Regions from separate parts of the Xenopus laevis genome. Here region 2 is linked to region 1. Evidence: chromatin contacts called from public Hi-C data. All regions are on one chromosome and are shown on one strand. Each heading gives the region's core, a stretch centred on a gene start, on an enhancer-like site or on the middle of the called end of the contact. The rest is flanking DNA. Distances are from core to core; before and after follow the strand shown.

Evidence for each region. Hi-C and Micro-C count contacts between places; a contact is called where the count stands out from the background.
Region 2: a contact with region 1 is called in a Hi-C map of animal cap, with 3 times the contacts expected there. The contact joins two enhancer-like sites. A contact is called at or near these places in 2 of 4 Hi-C or Micro-C datasets (the XTC cell line and animal cap).

The regions. Positions count from the first base shown.
Region 1 is chr7S:109,531,864-109,538,971 of Xenopus_laevis_v10.1, forward strand. No RefSeq gene overlaps it. Among protein-coding and RNA genes, the nearest start is that of nphs1.S, 12 kb to the left of the region's middle. Within about 2 kb of position 4,353, at least 5 of the 7 cell types and tissues checked have an H3K27ac peak or open chromatin away from gene starts, as enhancers often do. A contact at or near this core is called in animal cap, where this site is marked.
Region 2 is chr7S:109,576,574-109,583,681 of Xenopus_laevis_v10.1, forward strand. kirrel2.S (kin of IRRE-like protein 1) reads left to right here. Exons shown (of 12, transcript XM_041570658.1): 2 at 6,404-6,553; 3 at 6,701-6,850; 4 at 7,007-7,108. Among protein-coding and RNA genes, the nearest start is that of kirrel2.S, 9.6 kb to the left of the region's middle. Within about 2 kb of position 2,693, at least 5 of the 7 cell types and tissues checked have an H3K27ac peak or open chromatin away from gene starts, as enhancers often do. A contact at or near this core is called in animal cap, where this site is marked.

The DNA.
Region 1 (7,108 bases), core at 3,103-5,602:
CTCTGTTCCATCTCCCCTGTTCCTTCCCCATATCCATGCCTTCTGCATCATCTCCCCGCTCCTTCCCCATATCCATGCCCTCTCCTCCACCTCCGCTCTCCTTCTCCAGTCTCCCTGCCTTCTCCATCATCTCCCCACTCCTTCCCCATATCCATGCCCTCTCCTCTTCCTCCCCATCACTTTCCTAATCTCCCTACCTTTTCCACCAAGTCTCCACTCTATATCCATGCCTTTTCTTTCACATTCCCCATATCTGCCCCCTATATTCCTCTCCCACACTCCTCCCTTCATCTCTGTGGCCTCTTAGCCTCCTCCCTGCTCTCTCCCTAAGTGCCCCACTACTTCCACTACTCCATGTATTCCTGGACTTCTCCCTACTCCTTCCCAATATCCATGCCTTCTCTGTCTCCCCTGCACCTTTCCAATTTGTTAAATTATTCATGTCCACCTCACTCACATTCACTGTGTCCTCTACCTCCTTCCCCATCACTGTCCCTTCTCTACTTGGTAATAGGCCGATGGCAGCCTGAAACGTTGCTTGAGATCCAGGTCTTTCCATGTGTATTAAATAAAGGCATTTTGTTTTTATCTCATTTGAATAAGGTGCTGTACGTCAACTTCTCTTCAGTATTGGAATGGACTGTGGCCATTATTTGTACGTGCACCAGATATTCCTGATCAAAGGGTTATTGGTGCTGCTACTGCCAATTTTGTATGTCTTCTCTACCACCTCCATCCCTGTTGCTTCTCCTTCTCCAATGATGTAACTACAGAAAAAGCAGATATCTTGCAACTGCAGGGGCCACTTGGACACTTTTGTTTTATTAAAAAGTTCTTATTCCTTAAATCTAGAGATGATCTTGCTGTCACTGAACTCTTATTTTAGTTACCCCACTGGCCTCTTCCCCGCTCTCTCCCCTATCTATTGGTCATCTCTGTGCCCCCATTCTTTCCTCCATGTCCTCACCACCTTCTTCAGCTCAGTGACTTCTCTGCTTCCCCCACACTCAACCCGTTAGCATCAACTGATGATTCTCTGAGAAGAAGCACAATTATTTAGAAATGGCCACATTGTGAGTTCTTTCATGAATTGGTGGAGTGAGTGTGGGCCATGATGTAGGAAGGGTCGGGCAGGAAAGTGTCAGTTTGCCATTGAGCAGAATCCCAAAGATTCAGAATGCAGACATCACCATTCTGACAGTTCCTAACCCACTGCTATAACTCATGGCCAATATCTTACTTGGAAATAACGATGTGCTCAGGGATAATCAATATTCCCAAAGGCATGTCACAGTAATGAAGCTGATTCATGTTCCTTTGTGAGAGCTGCTGACACACGGAATACTGGGACACTGCGGGTCTGTACAGTCTGAGTTTCTAGCTTGGAAGTCTATAACCAGCAGGGGGCGATACAGCATAAAAACCTAAACGTCACTGAATGTGGTCAGTCAATAAGATACAATTGTATCTGTTCTGAAATGATCTGACCATCTTTCATCATCATCATCATCATCACTTACTTATACAGCACCAGAAAGTTACCCAGACCTTTATATTCATTTGACAATGAATAGAATAGATACAATGAATAGATACAGAATAGAAATGGGATCACAGGACCCAGCTCACAGGAGCTTCCAATCTAACCTGTAATATTTAAGGACCCCCTGATAAAAATAAATCACCACTAAATTTAAAGAAACTCTACTGTATTAGGGCTCCATCTTTTCATTTCGTGTGCAGAGGGGCAATTAAAATGAAAGTCAAAAGTCCCAACACCGAGCAATGGCCGATCATTATGGAAGGCAATTTCCCTTACCTGTGCTTTTTAGGGCCCAGGTACTTAGTATCCCACAGCTGCCACCAACATCTCAGGCAAGGGATTACGTTTCTGGGCACAATGGGTGAGTTAAGTGGCCGCTGTGATACTAGCCAAAGAGACTAACAAATGGTGGAGTTTGTGTTTCTTGCTCAGATTTCTGTGTCAATATAATGAATTGATTTTTATCTGCTCAATATTTAATTTGTTGGTATCAGGTTCCTGTGTCCAAGTCAGGACCTCGCCTTTTATTTGTATCTCCCCAATCCAGTCTGTAGAAAGACTTATTATCCTTTCACTGCTCATAGTGGAACTAGTGAAGAGGCTTATTTGCCAATAAAGTTCATGGTCACATTCTCCAACAGTGTATTAAGTGGGTAGAAAAGCTGCTTGTCGTTTGCTTTAATGGAAACCACATTGAACTACAATTCCCAGCAGCCCCAGGCAGCCGTTTATTATTCTTCAATGCCCAGTCAGGGCTTAGCTATTATTAACTGGTTATTTCGGAGGAGTTAACTTGACTGTCAGAGCTGAGAATGTGACACCTGGTTACAAATACCTTCACCCTGACCCCTCTCACTTTTAATTAATTTACTGACCTCTGAAACCAATGGGATTTTCTTTAACAAGATTAGAGGATTAAGATCAACTCCTCCTCCATGTTGTCCCTCTGCTGCTCTGAAAACCCCTCCGTGGGGATCCTGCTCTCACCAAGGGTGGGAAGATGCCTCCCAAGATAACTGGATGAGATGTCACCATTAGACTAAATGTCTCTCACACCCGACCAAATTGGATTTATTGGTCCAGTTACAAAATAAGAGGGAGAGGAAAGAAAGAAAGAAAGAAAGAAAGAAAGAAAGAAAGAAAGAAAGAAAGAAAGAAAGAAAGAAAGAAAGAAAGAAAGAAAGAAAGAAATAGAGAAAAAAAGAAATACAGAGGTAGAAAACAAAAGAAGGAGAAAGAAAGAAAGAAGCACAAGGGCAAGAAAATGAAACAGAGAAAGAAAGAAAGAAAGATATAAAGATATAAAGCAAGAAAAAGAGAAAAAGAGAAAAAAGAAATAAATAGAAAGAGAACGAGGGCAAGAAAATGAAAGAAAGAAAGAAAGAATCAGAAAAAAAATAATCAAAAAGAAAGAGAGAGAAAAAAGAAAGAAAGCAAAAGAAAGAAAGACAAATACAGTAGCAAGAAAAGAAAAGAAAGCAAGAAAAAGAGAGAAAGAGAAAAAAGAAATAGAGAGAAACAAAACAAAAGAAGGAGAAAAAAAGAAAGAAAGAAAGAAAAAAAGAAAGAAAGAAAGAAAGAAAGAAAGAAAAAGAAAGAAAGAAAGAGAGAAAGAGAAAAAAGAAATAAATAGCAAGAGAAAAAAGAAATACAGAGAAAGAAAACAAAAGAAGGAGAAAGAAAGAAGCACGAGGGCAAGAAAATGAAACAGAGAAAGAAAGAAAGAATCAGAAAAAAAATAATCAAAAAGAAAGAGAGAGAAAAAAAGAAAAAGAAAGAGAAAGAAAGAAAGAAAGAAAGAAAGAAAGAAAGAAAGAAAGAAAGAAAGAAAGAAAGAAACGGAAAAAAAATAATCAAAAAGAAAGAGAGAGAAAAAAGAAAGAAACAAGAAAAAGAAAGAGAGAGAGAAGTAAAGAACTAAAGTATAAAGGAAAGAAAGAAAGAAAGAAAGAAAGAAAGAAAACAAAAGAAAGACAAATACAGTAGCAAGAAAAGAAAAGAAAGCAAGAAAAAGAGAGAAAGAGAAAAAAGAAATAGAGAGAAACAAAACAAAACAAGGTGAAAGAAAGAAAGAAAGAAAGAAAAAAAGAAAGAAAGAAAGAAACATTCAGAATGATAGTGTGCGCTGTATCACTGTACAGTTAACAGTAAACACCATATAAACTGTAAGAAGCAACCAATCAAATGTCTGCTTGTATATTCTAACTCCAGATGAGCTGGTGTCAAACTATAACTCTCAGCATCTCATCCACAGCTAAGTGAGTTGTACTTTGTAACACTGTTGGACTTCAGTATTAGTATTAACTACATCAGATCAGATGGGGCAAAATACACCATCTGTTGTGCTTTACTCTGTGTGATTACATTTCATACCATTTTGGAGAAGCAACATGGCAGCTCCTCATACAGTACAGCTAATGTGCAGAACAGGTCCATTTACATTTCTTTCTAATTTTAAGTACAATTATTTTCTCTCTTTGACTAAATGTTCCTGCAATTGCCCCCCTTTTTTAACTATATAAACAAGGCCTTGCCAGTGCACAATACACAGAGGAGCTGACAATCTGCTGCACATGTAGCGCTTATTGAACAGGTTAATTATTAATGAGGGGCCAGACCTTATTAGCCCCCATTAAGATATAGGTACAAAGTGTCCTTCGATCTGCTCCACTCAGCATGGGAAAGAAGAGGAGCGTGAGCCCAGAGGGCGAGGATGGCAGGAGACAGATTGTCCCTCCTACACACCGTACATTCATTAGACTCAGCAGCTCCCTAATGAGTGTCCCTGTGACCCCCGACCCCGCACAGTCGGAGCAAATCAGCAGTGATCTGATGTTAATTAAAAGCTCTCACCAGGGAAACAAACGCTGATCTGCACAGAGACAGGTAAATGCCTTCCTCCTCCTCCTCCTCCTCCTCCTCCACTTCTACTACATAATGTGGCCCTAATGCATTGCCTGACTACGGGGCCCAACTCACTGCATGCAAAGTTATGTGTAATAAATCCTCTGCACTACTGCCACTGACTCCTGAAACAAAGTAGCAGAAACCAGCTGTTTAACCTGCCTGGAACATAAGTGACTTCTGCTCCATTGTTTTGAGAGTCAGAACCAGAGAACAGAAAAGGGTAAACAAAAAGGCCTTTCAATTGCAAAATTGCTTCCACTCCCCCTCCCATTTCAGTGTGTTATTCCAAGCCGTTCCGCCTTGCTTATTCCTAGTTATGCTTTTCACTTGCAGGTGACTATGGTTCAGACTTCGGGAAGCCCACGGAGCTCTTGTGTTGTGCCCCCAGCAGGAACAGCCTGACAGCAGCAGGACTCCACAGAATCCCCACAGAAAGGCTTCTGGCCCCTGTATGTTTGCCGGTTCCTCTGCCTCTGCAGGGGGTTTATGGGAAGGATTTTGTGTGCGTCGTAGGGTTAATTGCACCGGCCCAGAATCCCCTGCAGAGCTGCATTGTGTCGTTTTCTGTGATCACTACGGCTTGTGCTTACGTGCAACAATATGTTCCAAGTGTTTGCATAAAATCACATGTATAATCACATATTCATGCACTCAATATAACGGTAGGGGCACACTGGGCGATTCAGGGAGATTTAGTCGCCTGGCGACCAATCACCTCGTCTTTGCGGCGACCAATCACCTCGTCCTGCACTAAAGCACATGTGGCGCTTCGTTTTCCGAAGTCGCCCAGTGTGCCCCTACTCTAAAGAGCAAGAATGTTCAGTAACCCCGGTGAGCCAAGACTTACCTATTTAAAGGTCCCCATACATGGAGAGATCCGCTCGTTTGGCGATGTCGCCAAACGAGCGGATCTCCCTCCGATATGCCCACCTTGAGGTGGGCAATATCGGGCTGATCCGATTGTGGGCCCTAGGGCCCAACGATCGGATCCTAGCGTTCGCAAACGGGCGGTCGGATCGCGGGACCGCATCAACGAACAGATGCTGCCGCGATCCGACGGGATTTTTAATCCCATCCGTCGGGGGCCCCCAGACACGGGCCAATAAGCTGCCGACTCGGTCTGTCTGCAGCTTTTATCGGCCCGTGTATGGCCACCTTAAGGCTTATTCAAATCTATTCATATTCAGGGTAAATGTGTCCTTTAATTATGTGCTGGTACCACTGAATCAGACTTGCAGGCTCAGTAGATACAGTGGGCGTTACCAAGCCAGGGAGACATCAATCAGATCAGTGTCAGTTAAGGGTTAAATGTAAAGCAGATCAGTACCAGCTAAAGGTTAAGGGATTCACTGGCGGGATTATGGCCCCTCTGGGTATTTTAAAGGCTTCACTAGCGGGATAATAACCCCTCAGCGGATCTTAAAGGATTCACTGAAGAGATTACAGCCCATCCTGAGACACAACTGGACTTGGACGGGAAATCATTTTTCTTTCCAGATCTGCTTGTCTGCTATGTATGTAGAAACACAGAGCACCACAGGAATGAAGTCAAAAGTATTAATAAGAATCCAAAAATGTATTGATCCATTGTTTGCTCCTCCATATTGGTAGGTCTACCTTATTGCTTGGTCTTCCATATTGGTAGGTCTGTCATATTGCTTAATCTGGCATATTGGTAGGTTTGTCATATTTCTTGATCTGCCATATTGGTAGGTCTACCACTATTGCTTGGCCTTCCATATTGGTAGGTCTATCCTATTCCTTGGTCTTCCATATTAGTAGCTCTACCCTATTGCTTGGTCTTCCATATTGGTACATCTATCCCTATTGCTTGGTCTTCCATATTGGTAGGTCTATCCTATTCCTTGGTCTTCCATATTAGTAGCTCTACCCTATTGCTTGGTCTTCCATATTAGTAGCTTTACCCTATTGCTTGGTCTGCCATATTGGTACATCTACCGCTATTGCTTGGTCTTCCATATTGATAGGTCTATCCTATTCCTTGGTCTTCCATATTAGTAGCTCTACCCTATTCCTTGGTCTTCCATATTAGTAGCTCTACCCTACTGCTTGGTCTTCCATATTAGCAGCTTTACCCTATTGCTTGGTCTGCCATATTGGTACATCTACCCCTATGGCTTGGTCTTCCATATTGGTACATCTACCCCTATGGCTTGGTCTTCCATATTGGTAGGTCTACCCTATTGTTTGCTCTGTCAAATTGGTAGGTCTTCCCTATTGCTTGGTCTGCCATATTGGTTGGCGTACCATAAGGCCTGCCCTGTTGTCACTGTTCTGCTGAGAAGGACCCTTTTCTTATGAGTTTGGGGCGTATTGTCTTTTTTAACCCCCTTTTTGCTCTACAATGACCTCAACTGCTGATGTCCATTAAAAGAAAAAAGAATGGGCAACATGTGGAAATAATGTGGCAATGCCGTTTTAAAAAATAGGTTGGAATTCTACTTATGTAGTAACCCTAATACGGTCACGTGATTATTGCTGACTATTGGGTATGCGCCTTTAAGAATAAATAAGAATAAAGCATGGATCTTTATCAGTGGATAACTGGCATTGATCCAGGGGATGACTGAGGATTCTGGGAGTTGTGATTAGTGGACAACTAGAGGGTAAAGGGTTAAGCCATTAGTGCATAAACGT
Region 2 (7,108 bases), core at 1,443-3,942, 43 kb after region 1:
ATAATATCATGGAAATGTTTTTTATTTCTAAACGTATCAGTTAATAGTGCTGCTCCAGCAGGAATCTACCCTGAAATCTGTTTCCAAAGAGATTTTTTTATATTTCATTTTGAAATCTGACATGGGGCTAGACATATTGTCAGTTTCCCAGCTGCCCCCAGTAATGTGACTTGTGCTCTGATAAACTTCAGTCAGTCTTTCCCTCCCAGCAGCCTAACAACAGAACAACGGGAAGGTAACCAGATAGCAGCTCCCTAACACAAGATAACAGCTGCCTGGTAGATCTAAGAACAACACTCAATAGTAAAATCCAGGTCCCACTGAGACACATTCAGTTACATTGAGTAGGAGAAACAACAGGCTGTCAGAAAGCAGTTCCATCCTAAAGTGCTGGCTCTTTCTGAAATCACATGACCAGGCAAAATGAGCTGAGATGCACCTACACACCAATATTACAACTAAATACACTTGCTGGTTCAGGAATGACATTTTATATTGTACAGTGAATTATTTGCAGTGTAAACAGTGTCATTTAGAAATAAAAACTACATCATAAAAACCATGACAGAATCCCTTTAAAGTCATTTTTAGAGACATTAGGACAGATGTATTAAAATATGAGTTTAGCGCTTAATAAATAAAATCTCACCCAAGTTCAATTCATCCCTATGGGATTTTTACAACCATTATCAAATGGTGAGCTCTAACTTTCATCCGTTGATAATTCAAAAAATCCCATAGGAATGAATTGAACTTGGGTTTTTATTTATTAAGCTCTAAACTCATATATTTATATTTTTCTGCCCCTGAATGAAGAGTGATGTTTCGCTTTATATATATATATATATATATATATATATAGATGGAGAGATAGTGGTTTTGTTTGCTCTGTCTCTTGCCTAGCTTTCATATCGCTCCTACGCTTTTCATTCTATTTAAACCTATGTAAACAATAGGCACCTCGAGTAATCCAACTTTGTGACTAATATACTCCCTGCAGGCCTGGGGTCTCTGTGCATCATGGGTAAAATAAAGTCAGTTAGAATTCCTTATCTGCTCAAGCTCAGGAATCACAGCATGTGGGGAATGGGCAGGGGATTATATAGGGCACTGAGGCATTTTGGGAAGATAATGTGAGCCCCTATTATTTTCAGTCTATCATTCCATTCTCACAGAGCCTTTCTTTCATTTGTCCGTTCCTCCCTCTGTCCCGGGCTCTGCGCACTGAAAGAACGTGCATGACCCCAGCAGAATTTGGCTGAATAGAAGCCCCCACGCTCCAATAAACGGCCACAAAGAGCACAAGCAGAAAACAAGGCAAACTGTCTCTTAAACACACCATATGGCGCATTAACTTCCACTTAACACTCTTCAGCCCCCTACAGGCGGGAAGGGGGTGGGTGGGAACAATGGCATTCATGAAAAGTGCTGAAGAGCTTGCACTCCACTGCAGCTCAGTGGGCTGGCAGATCGTTGGGTCACCGACTAAACGCTTTGGGGGGTTAAGCTGAGAGGTGAACTGGAGATAATGGATTTAGGAAGTTTGCAGCCAGGGACGGGCAAGTCTGTACTTACTGCACGATTAGGGACAGATCTACCAAGCAGGGACCCATTTTGGGAGAAGAGCAGTGTTGTCAGAAGAGCTAGCTATTAGGCACATAAAAGGGATAGGTTGATGGAATATTGGGACAGACAGAGGTGCAGTTGGGGGGGTATCAGTATGGGGTGAAGCATTTCGGGAAGATAATGTGAGCCCCCCCATTATTTTCAGTCTATCCTTCCGGCTACAGGGGGTCCCTGAGTATTGAGGGCCCACTAGAGGTTTTGAGCAATGCACATAATACTGCTCACATTTACTGGGGAGTCATATACAGCAGTGCATCATGGGGCAAAGTAAGACCTTGCTCACAAATGACCATCATCATCAGACCTGTAGTGCACTCCCTGCCAGCACCTCCTAAGGGCAGAGACACGTGGAAATTTGGGGAGATTACTTACCCGGCTACGAAACGCCTCTTCTTCGGGCGACTAATCTCCCCAAACTGCCTTCCTGCCGGCTAGAATCTAAATTGCCAGCGGGATGGCACTCGGAGGGCTTCGTTTTCCAAAGTCGCCCGAAGTTTCCTCGTGAGGGCATAGACACACGTGGAGGTTCGGGCGGACAAATCGCCTCTTCTTCGGGCGACTAATCTCCCCGAACTGCCTTCCTGCCGGCTAGAATCTAAATCACCAACTTTGGATGACTTCGGAAAACGGATTGCTCCGAGTGCCATCCGGATAGATTGTAGCCGGCGGAAAGGCATTGCCGGGAGATTAGTCGCCCGAAGAAGAGGCGATCTGAGAGGCGACTACATTTCCCCAAATCTCCTCGTATGCCGTAAGTAGGCATTTTTCCCCTTGTGTTTTTAAAACAACTGTTTGCTTTTCCCTCCAGCCCTCCGTGGGCTTTTTCTTTTCAGTCTATAAGATTAGGGCCCCTCGTTACCTCTCCGTATAAGACCCCCCCTCCCTCACTGCTTATTCTCCCCCATGGAGTTTCGCGCTGTCAGTTTACACAAAGGCACAGAAATCATGAAAGGGGGGAAAGTGGATTAACTGCAGAAAACCAGCTTTTAAAAATCAGTTAAAGCCACTCAGGGGACAGGAAGGGACTTAACAGGCAGCCAGTGACACAATGGGGGAGAGACTCGCACAAAGGGCCCCGGAGCCGCACAAAGGCACATTCTTTCCATAGATGATACATGAGCTGCTGCAACATTAATCACATGGGGACATATGGTTTTTGATGACCCTTTAGATTTCCATGTTATTCCCCAAACTTTCCCTTATTATCCTGAAACTGTCAGATATTAGGGGCAGGCGGCAAGTTTCTTCCTTTCTGGTTTCCACTCGGGCACCGGGGGATCTGCACTTTATTTATAAACGTCTCTAATGTGAGCGCAATAATGATCATATAATAATGATCAGGAGGCCTGGATACTGTGGGTACAAATCATTGCCGGCACCACATGGCAACATATTGCATCACTAGGGCTATATTTTGTACACAGTCGTGTCACTCCAGGTCAGTGTGTAGCAATGTCAGCACCCATCTGTCAGCAGGATAACTTACCCTTTATTCACATTAACAGCACTTGCAGCGGAGGATGCCTAGTGATCAATATAACAGGGAAGAGATAAGAAAGCTTGGCTGGGGAAGAGCAACGTATGAGAGATAAAGTTCTAATGGAATATGAAATGTGGCAGCGCAAATAGGAGCAGAATCCTTGGCTCACACTAAATCACTGGAAATTTGCCGGAAGGGGATAATAATTTAAACTGTCTAATAAATTGGGCAAATTTTGGATTATGATGGCCTGTCACATGGTTTGGTTGAGCCCACGTTTTCTTACGCGCCACCTTTTTCAATCCCGGACACAAAGGCCGTTCCCTTTAACAGATTGTGCAAACACCATTATGCAAATGCAGCTTCAAAAAGAGAAATTAAATCATTCAATGACTCCCTGCGCCTGCACCACAATACCTGCACCACAATACCTGCGCCCACAATACCTGCGCCCACAATACCTGCACCCACAATACCTGCGCCCACAATACCTGCGCCCACAATACCTGCGCCCACAATACCTACGCCCACAATACCTACACCCACAATACCTGCACCCACAATACCTGCACCCACAATACCTGCACCCACAATACCTGCGCCCACAATACCTGCGCCCACAATACCTGCGCCCACAATACCTACACCCACAATACCTACACCCACAATACCTGCACCCACAATACCTGCACCCACAATACCTGCACCCACAATATCTGTACCCACAATACCTGCACCCACAATACCTGCACCCACAATACCTGCACCCACAATATCTGTACCCACAATACCTGCACCCACAATACCTGCACCCACAATAACTGCACCCACAATATCTGCACCCACAATACCTGCACCCACAATATCTGCGCCCACAATACCTGCGCCCAAAATACCTGCACCCACAATACCTGCACCTCAATATCTGCACCCACAATACCTGCACCCACAATACCAGCTCTAGTTTCACACTGCCCGTTTATTTGGGGGCCTCCCGAAAACACAAGGCAGTGTAGCAGAAGTCACCCTGGAATACTTCTTTACAGATCTGATGCTACATTGTTTCAGGAGTCAGAACCAGCAGAACATAAACAACCAGACAATTGAAGCTTAATAGCAATTTCATTCTCACATGTCTGTTACACTGACTGTATATTGGGAAGTTACATTTCCCTTCATTTCTCAACATTGTATTTGTGGGTTTCAATTCTTGTAGAAACTGTCAGCTCTCAGACCTTTATGGCAGAGCATAAATACCCCCAAACCTTGACTAAATCCAACGACCTTTATTATGTACCTGTGCAGCAGCCGAAACTGTATCCCAGACATTTCATTGTTTTCCCTTTCCCCTCAGTCTCCAGATTTTCCTCTAATTGTAAGTTTCCTGGTTCCTGTCACCTGACTGCTAACGGCTGCTCAATGGCTCAGCAAACAGAGATCAGAGGGCCAGTAAATTGCCCCCTCTCTCCTCATCCACATACAATACATTAGATACAGTTCAAAGGAAAAATAAACTCACCCCCCATTGAGTTAATTGGAGTCCTATTTGGACCCATTGCCTTGACTTTACCTTGGGGTCCTGTTTGGTCTCAATGCAGATATATTATATAGATGTCCTGCTTCAACCTACGGCAGTGATTTTTGTATTGGGGTCTTGTTTGGTTTCATTATAGATATATTTAGGGGTCCTGCCTGAACCCTTTGCAGAGATATAATCTAGGGGTCCTGCTTGAACCAATTGCAATGACTTTATCTTGGGGTCTTGTTTGCCCTCATTGTAGAGATACTTAGGGGTCCTCTTTGAACCCTTTGCAGTGATATTATCTTGGGGTCCTGCTTGGTCTCAATGTAAAGATATTATCCTGGGGTCCTGCTTGGTCTTATTGCAGAGATAAAATCAAGGGGTTCTGCTTGAACCCATTGCCTTGAGTTTATCTTGGGCTCCTGTTTGGTCTCAATGCAGATATATTATCTCGGGGGTTCTTCAATCTATTGCAGTGATTTTTATCTTGGGGTCTTGTTTGGCCTCATTGTAGAAATATTTAGGGGTCCTGCTTGAACGCTTTGCAGTGATATCTTGGGGGTCGTGCTTGGTCTCAATGCAGATATATTATCTAAGGGTCCTGCTTCAACTCATTGCAGTGATTTTTATCTTGTGTACTTGTTTGGTCTCATTGTAGAGATATGTAGGGGTTCTGCTTGTTTCCTTTGCAGTAATATTATCTTGGGGGTCCTGTTTGGTCTCAATGCAGAGATATTATCTAGGGGTCCTGCTTGAACCCATTGCAGAGAGTTTATCTTGAGGTCCAATTTGATTTCAGTGTAGAGATATTATAGAGGGGTCCTGCTTGAACCCGTTGTAATGATTTGATCTCGGGGGCCTGTTTGGTCTCAATGTAGAGATATTATTTAGGGGTCCTGCTTGAACCCATTGCAGTGATTTTATCTTGGACTTTTTTTTAACTTGTTTGTACCTATTGCAGTGGGTTCCTTTTTTTACCCCATTGCAGTAGTTTCATCTTGGGGGTTCCTGTTTGACCCCACTGCAGTCATTTTATCCATACGGCTTTTGCCCACAGTAAGTTAATTTGCCCAAAGGAGATATTGACATCAGCCATCGCCCTCTAAGCCTGGGGCTGACAAGAGAGGCAAGGCCCACATTTGGGTGCAACTAACATGGGGGTTGTTACTGTACTACCCTGACTTTGTGTCACTGAGTCTATTTACAATTTATCCATTGATAATGATGCATAAATATGTTTCTAGCGTGCATTAAATATGGAGTCTTTATTCCACACCGTCCACAGAAAATCCATAATCCCCTAAATCCGTGTGATGGGAGCAGATAAGAGCGCAGCATTAACGTAATTATGGTATAGCGGAGTAGCCGATGGATTAGCAGAGGGCAATATTTCTGGCATTATGCATTAAGCAGCTGCCCAGTGATGGGAGAACCCCCATGTTTGACTCCCAAGTGTCTCCTTGTCATCTTCACCCACTGACCTCCATGTGCCTCAAGTGTAAGAAATTTGATTGTAAGCTCTGTAGGGCAGATTAGTGCATTATAAGACTTCACAGAAACATGGTTATGGTGAGAGCCTAATTTGCCCTTCCTTCTAGCTCATGCCCAACCTGAGAGTGGCTTAAAGGTGTACTTTTTGGTGATTGGTGGCACTTTCTAGGGTATATTGTGCAACACTAGGTGGCACTAGTTTCCTAGTGATCATATCCCACTTGACTAGAGACCTGCAGTCACCACTTGGAGCCAAGCTCAACATGCCCCTTCTCTTTTGACAGGTTTTGGAGCCCATTTCTCTCAACAACCCTCGGACAAGGTAATCGTAGCCGGCAAATCTGTCACTCTTCCTTGTGTAGTGATTGGCTACAGAGGTGTGGTCCAATGGACAATGGACGGGCTGGCACTGGGAGCAGAAAGAGACCTTCCAGGTTAGTGGAGCAATGTCTTAAGGAAAAGGAATGACCATTGTGGCATTAGTTGTGTCTTTGTGATTGGAAATGCATATTGTGACATCAGTTTGGCTCAGTGCTAAAGTATGAAATGTATAATTGAGCTTATTTGGTGTTATTTTGTAGGGTGGTCCCGTTATTCTGTGGTGGGAGAGCCATCTTTAGGAGAACACAACCTGCACATTGAAGGTGTTGAGCTTAGTGATGATGCCATCTACGAGTGCCAAGCAACACAGGCAGCACTGAGGTCACAGCGGGCTCGTCTCACGGTGCTACGTAAGTACCAGTCCCTGGGTCAACCCAGCCATTATTTCTTTCTTCCTCTCTGGGACCTGTAGAGGTCATCTTCTCTCACAAGCCACCCTACCGCTTCTCCCTCTCTGTATCAGGAGTATGTAGTAGCAAAACCAGTTGACCCAATCTCTTCTACAGTTCCCCCAGGAGATCCAATGATACCAGGCTCCCCAGTGGCCAATGTCCTGCTTGATGTACCCTACAACCTCACCTGTCTCGCTCCCATTGCTAAACCAGCAG